Regions from separate parts of the Rattus norvegicus genome. Here region 2 is linked to region 1. The links are chromatin contacts, called in public HiChIP or PLAC-seq maps. All regions are on one chromosome and are shown on one strand. The core of a region is the stretch at or near the end of the contact, and the rest is flanking DNA. Distances in the headings are between cores, read along the strand shown. Region 1 holds the start of Wscd1 (WSC domain containing 1). Region 2 holds the start of Pimreg (PICALM interacting mitotic regulator).

What was found. HiChIP or PLAC-seq counts read pairs in DNA pulled down with a chosen protein or histone mark.
Region 2: an H3K27ac HiChIP or PLAC-seq map of oligodendrocytes shows a contact between it and region 1, with 7 times the contacts expected there. The contact joins the promoter of Pimreg here to the promoter of Wscd1 in region 1. A contact is called at or near these places in 1 of 12 Hi-C or Micro-C datasets (the A7r5 cell line) and 1 of 1 datasets of contacts at active chromatin or transcription factors (oligodendrocytes).

What each region holds. Positions count from the first base shown.
Region 1 is chr10:56,893,171-56,896,593 of GRCr8, reverse strand. It overlaps Wscd1 (WSC domain containing 1), which reads right to left and starts at 2,038. Exons shown (of 8, transcript NM_001024234.2): 1 at 1,354-2,038. The coding sequence starts at 1,771.
Region 2 is chr10:57,166,643-57,169,865 of GRCr8, reverse strand. Pimreg (PICALM interacting mitotic regulator) reads right to left here and starts at 1,643. Exons shown (of 6, transcript NM_001113781.2): 1 at 1,626-1,643; 2 at 837-1,154. The coding sequence starts at 1,121.

The sequences.
Region 1 (3,423 bases), core at 789-3,288:
GTGCCCTATAGACTACGCTTGATACTCTGTTTAGTAATTCATGCACTTTATTTTAGGGACAGGAGCACCACCTCCTCTAATGACTTAGGGCACAGAACCAAATAAGTTGGTAAGAGGATGATCAGAGATGACTGAGTTCAGCTGCCACCCAGGCACAACTTTAACACTTACTGTGTGCTCCCCAGGCGCCCAGCATGTTCCCCGGGCCCTGTAGAGAGAATCTACAAAACTCAGTGCAAAGAGCACTAGGCCAGAGAAGGCCATCTTGACTTGGGAGTCCCAGCAGTATGATGATGGATCCCATCACCACCCGCTCTCAGGCCTGCCACTCCCGGGTGCCCTGAGGTGTGTTCTGCTTTGGCTCTACCCACCTCCCACTCAAGCAGGCTCCTTCCGCCTGCTCCTGCTCCATAGTACGCCTCTCCTGGCTGCCTTCCTTCCTGGTCTCCCTGCTACTCCCCAGCCAGGGTTTCCTGAGGTCATCGCCTAGATCTACTCTGCCTGAGTTCTGGCTGCAGGGTTAGGTTCTAGAGACCCCAAACTGTGAGAATGACCTTCACTTAGCCTTCCCATGCAATGTCTTCCTTGTGAACTGAGGCAGTGACGGTGTCAGATACAGCAGCTTCACAGCAGAGCAGCACTGTATAGACAAGCCATCTTTACCCCAGTGATATCAGAGACCAAGTCATACATGATGTTCCCTTGCCTAGTGGTTCTTGGCTTATGAGTACACCAGGATGACCTCGAGCCATGTTTGCAACGTGTGGGGCGAGACCCTTTTGAATGACCCTTTCACAGGGGTCACATACCAGACATCCTGCCTATCAGATATGAGCATTACTCTTGACAAGAGTATTAAAATTACAGTCAGGAAGTAGCAATGAGGTAATTTTGTGGCTAGGGGTCATCACACCATGAGGAACTGTTTTAAAGGTCACAGCAGTAGGAAGGTTGAGAACCGCTGACTTAGAGAGCAGATCCGGGGATTGTTGGTGGCAACCAAAGTAGGAGATTGTGCTCTGTTCAATGTATAAGAACTTGGGACTGTACTGTCACCAGCTCCTACAGGCAACAGCTGCTGCTGCTCTGGGACCACCCTTGACACCCCGTGACACACTGCTCCAAGCTACTTTAATACATTTGCACAATAACCCTGGGGTCAGTGTCTCTGTCTCTACTGAGAGGACCAGAGACAAGTGACATAATCGAAGTCACCCAGGAAGCTGCGACTGAGCCAAGATCAAAGTCAGAGCTCTGAGGGGACAATATCACACCTCTCGGCTACCACAGGGCCAAGAATAAGATGACACACATAACCCTGAGCAGGGCTTGTTGCAGCAGCAGGAAACCTACCTTGGTTATGGCTGGCTGGTCCAGAGGCCTCTGGGCCCAGGGTGGGTGGCCCCTGCGGGTCACTGGTCAGGTGGTGGAGCCAGCGCCGCCGCAGTGAGCTGCGGTTTCTCCGGGGCCAGCGGATTCCAGGTGGCACTCGGGCCAGAGGACTCCTTAGTGTGTCCACATCAAGTAGTAGGTCAGGGCTACTATGGGGGTCATGAAGGCTCCTGCTGTCCAGCAGACCCACACCCAGTGCCACAGTGGCCACTGGTAAGGCCTGCAGGCTGCCGGGAGCCCGGAGGGCCTGTGGGAGGGCCACTCTGGCCCGCTGCAGGAGCAGCAGGCTGCCGGTCATCAGGTAGGCGGCCGTGAGGAAGAGAAGCAGGAACTGTGTTCTGCGGAGAAACTTCTGGAGTCTGAAGAAAGGTTTGGCCATGCCCCTGGGCAGCAGGGCTCCCAGTTGGAGCCTGGGGACGGCTCCTAGCACCTGGGCAGGGGGGACACCAGGGCCTCCAAGGGCATCATCCCAGCATCCTGGCTCTTGACACCTGTCAGCACACTGGTGGGCTTCTGTCCCTGTGGGTTTCAAATGTCACCATCACTTCTTTCTGGCAGCCGCAAGCCCCTTGTTGGTAGCTTCTGCCCAGGGGCCACCATTTCCCCCATCCCTTAGCTCTCCTTGCCCTCGTCAGTCTCAGGAACCTAGAAAAGTGGAGAAAGAACATTAAGATGCAACAGGATCCATTACCCTCTTCCTGGGACAGGGTCCTCCCTGGCCTTGTGACTGATTTACCAAAGGGGTAACCTCTGTGTCAGGAACACTGGACAAAGGTTTCAGATCCCACTTCTGCTGCTGGCCAGCTGTGTGACCCAGGAGAAATTGCTGAACCTCTCTGGGCTTCAGCTCCATCTGTGATGTGAGGATGATACTGGTTTGGACAGTGGCAATGACGGTCCAGGAATGATAACAGCAATAAGGAAGGAGTCAACCATGGCTTCCATTGAGTCCCCAGTGACCCCACGCACTCAGCAAAGTGAGTTATGAAGTCATGCCACTGTACTCTCACCAATCTAATGGGATAGATATTGTAACATCCCAATTATACTGATAGGGAAAAAAAGAGAAAAGAAAAGAAAAGAAAAAAGGAGTAATTTCCTGAAACACCACAGCTGGCAAACACAAGAGCCAACATTCCAATGTTTCTCTCCAGATCCGTGCCTCAACTACTGCACAGCACAGCCTCAAACACAGTTTTACTATAGAACGCAAGTATGCCCCACACAGGCAGGTGCATACTGAAGGTGCTTAATAAATGCACACAGCGGGCTACCTCCCTGTGATGCTGTGAAGCTGTGATCCGTATTCCAGGAGCACCTTTACAGAGGCTGGTCGCTGACTCTCACGGAGGCAGAGGCAGGCTTGCGCGGTGTTCATGTTGACATTAAGCTGTGGTTCCCGCTGGCGGCATCTCTAAAGTAGCTATTAGGGTTGGTGGGGGCTCTGCAGCTGCCTCGAGCTGGGCTGCTGTGTGAGGAGGGCTCTGAGCACAAGGGCAGGCTTGTCCCAGAAGAAAGGACCCTGGAAGCGTGACTAAGCCGCTGGCCGTAACTAACACGGCAAGGGCAGTGTTTCAATGGCTGTTCTGTGCACTGACACGGCCTGCTGGGTGTGAGAAGAAAGACAATGTTTTGGCTCTGGGGCCCAGCATTTCAGGCTGTAAGGAGGCTGGGGGCCCAGCAGACTGTCCGAGGGGGCCCAGACCAGCCTGAGCCTTCCGGATTAAGTTCTGAGAGCTAAGGGGGCTGAGACCTCCAGGAGGATAGGGGTATGGTTACACAGGTCCTCATCAGCAAAGGACAGTGGGATCCAGCTGAGTGGGGAAGCCTTTGCAGATGGTCTCGGAGATTTTCCTTTCTGTCTAAGCTGGTATGTCGCCAGAACCGCCCCTGCCAGCCTCAGATTTGTAAAACCATAGAGAAAATCCCACGAAATCCGGACTGATCTGTCTGTCCCCAGCTTGGGCTCCTCCAATCCACAGCACACAGGCTGCCAGGGTGAGCCTCCTTAACACGCGAATCTGATCATGG
Region 2 (3,223 bases), core at 394-2,893, 270 kb before region 1:
ACATCTCCAGCTCCAGGTTTAAAGACCCACGCAGGCTCTACGTGATACCTTAGCAGGTACAGTGTCTTGCCACCAAACCCCACAACTCGTTTGATCTCCAGAACCCATAAGGTGGAAGGAGAATCTACTCCTGCACATTTTCCTCTGACCTCCAGACAAGTGCCACTGCATAAACGCTCCTCCCATAAATAAATCTTAAAAAATTAAAAAAAAAAGATATCTGCACAAACACCGCACACAAACACCACCCCTCAAATCTGCCTTCTGAACCGCTCGGGAAATCGCACCCTTCTGCAAGCCCAGCTCCTCTGGGTTTTCCTACCAAACAGCTGACAGCCAAGGTGTAATAGCGTGACCGGGAGAATTTAGACGGGCATCAGTCAGCACACGGGATCACCTCCCTCACTGTGCTGGCTGCTTAGTCCTGGGGCCTCTTCAGCATCCAGGCTGGATTCACACCACCCCCCTGGCTCTCTGCCTCCACGTACCTCCCCTTTCCTGAGTGATCTTGGAAGAGTCCCCTAATCTAGGAAGTCTTTATCCACTAAGCTTGACACTGGTATCTCTTTATAGACAGCCATTTCTTGCAATTTGCTGTCATAGGACATAGCATGTCACCCTGCATGGGAGCATCAATTTCTTCCATGACCTTAATCACTCACCGATTTGCTGGGAAACTATTATGTGCCAGAACGACTGGGGTTCTGGGAGAATGGCAAGAACCTAATCAAACCCCAAGACCCCATAAAGTCTATATTCCTGCAGCCTCCCTGAGGATAGAACCGTCAACACCAAGGATGTTTCTGTAAACAGACAGCCAGTGGCATCCTTGTTACCTGGGACATGGCACCCAAGGCGCTTTTGGCTGAGCGAGCTGCAGCCTGAAGACCTTGCTGCTCTGGCTCTGGAGTTTCCAGGCGTTTCCAGGAGGGGCCATTACCAAGGTTCAGGCTGACTGCTCTCAGTGGCAGCCTCCTTTGGAACTGTCTGCACAGGGAGCCCAAGGGACCGGTCTCCAGATGACCTCCAGCAGACCGGGTCACCTCCTTCTCTAGCTGCTCCTCCTTTAGGAGTGATCGTCTGCGCACGGAGGTCCTCATGCCCTGCCACTGAGACGCCATGTGCTTGGTCCAGTTTCCTCTGCCCGATAGATCCTGGGGAGGTCAAAAGATCACCAGAGAACTCCCTGGCCCCATTTCAAGGCTCCAGGGACCCTGGGAACCGGGGAAGAGATGAAGTGGAACCACTCATTGTAGGCCTTGTTGGGCAACTGTGGATGTCAAAGAGGTGACCATGGCGTCATGGTCTGCAACTGCTTCGGTTACAAGGCAGCAATTTGTTCATCTTTCCATCCCAGCCTATTCCCCATAGGCTAAACGGAGTGGCACACAGATCACGGAGCCTCGGCGCTTATGCAGGGCACCATCAGCAAGTTGTTTTGACAAAATTTCCTCTCCGGAGCCGACTTGGCTATCCAGCCAAAGCCTCGGATCTGAAGGGGCGTTTGCAACTCTCAGACCTTCCCTTTGTGTTGCAGGCCCTATCCACAGCCCCTGACCTGTTTCCCATTCCGAGCTTCCCGAGAGACCCCTTCCCCAGGCCCCTCAGTGTCCCCGCATGCTCACCTCCCTGCTTGATACCAGGACTCGAAAATCGACACCCTCTCCTAGCCCACCACAGCGGATTTGAAACTCCGCGCGGCCCCGCCCCGTCCTGGCACTTGCAGCCCATTGGCCCTATCGGCCCTCCACCGCCGCTGCCCCTGTATTTCGATTGGTTCTTTTCTCTCGTGACTGTAAATCCTGCTTTAGGATTGGCCTGGCCACGCCCACACATCGTTCGGGGACCCCCGCCTGGCTGGCGGCCGAGGGTCCAGATGGCCACCTGACCACCGTCGCCGCCCAGCCCCTCCACCCTTCTCCCTACATCCCGGCTGCTTGGTCCCCTGGTGGCCGTGCCTCTTCCATCGTACTCCTAGGCTGACTCCCTCCAGCCTGCTGCTCAGGGTGCTATGTAGGATGCTGCTGTTGCGGGGCGCAGGTCACTGCCACCCCGGGCACCCCTTTCAGCTCTTCACCCCGTCTAACTTTTCTCTCACGTCCAGTAGTTTTGTCACAACGATAGGCTGGGACTGCTGAGCTTTGCGTTCCCTGGGAAGTTTTGTTTCAAATTCCCCGCCTAATCCTCTTCCTTCCTGCGAGATGGCCCTGCCCCTGTCTGTTCCTCAAACAAACCACCCGGCTGGCGCCCAAGAAAGCACATCTCAAAGGAGGGGACAGACTGTAGATCAACTTCTCCACCCGTTAGGTCAGTTCCTCTGCCGGGCCTTGCTCCAGGCACCTTTCAATCTTTCTTTCCTGTAGTCTTCCAGCAAGCTAAAAAAACAAAACAAAAAACAAAGACGACGGAGACAAACAACAACAGCAACGCCTGGATCACTTTCTCCTATGCTTTTATTTTTATGGTTTTGACTTTTTAAAATATATTTTTATATTTAAATATGTCTCTGTGCATGTAAGTGCTTACGGAATGGGGTGGGGGCGACACAGAAGATGTCAGATCCTTTGGAGCTGGAGTTAGAGATGGTTGTGAGGCACCCCATGTGGGAAGAACCAAACTTAAGCCTCTCTGCAAGAACAGTAGAGCTTTTAGGGGACAAGCTATCCCTTCTGCCTCACCCCTTTTAAAAACAGTGCCTCTGTGTAGCTGGGAATGGACTCTAACTGGCCACGAGCTTGGCTCAGCCTCCCCAGTATTGAAATCAAGGGGCCCGGTGTGCCACCACAAAGGGGCTCTCGTACCTGGGCTTTGAAGAAACATTACTCTTCTCCCTCCTCTCTCCTTGCCTAAGCCTGGGGTGAGACTCCTCTTCAGGCTTCTTCCTGGTGTCAGGAAGTCTGACCCTCTCCTTAAACATCAGTGTTCGCCTCCCAACCCCCTGCGATAATGGTTGATTTGTATATAGCACTTTAAAGCACTCCCTGTTTCCGGTGAGCCCATTTTATCCCCGGTACTCTACAGCTCTATGAGGTAGCTGAGGTGTAGAGAGACTGACCACACACTTCACTCACTAACCGTAGCAGTGTGCAGGATCCAAACACCATATATGCAGGAGCAGGGTCTATGTGACCAGGGCTGACACCCTCACTGTTTCTCCTCAGACCTCACACCTTCCATAGCCTGGATCTCTCGCCTGACTCCTAAGCAAGGACTCTTCTGGGTC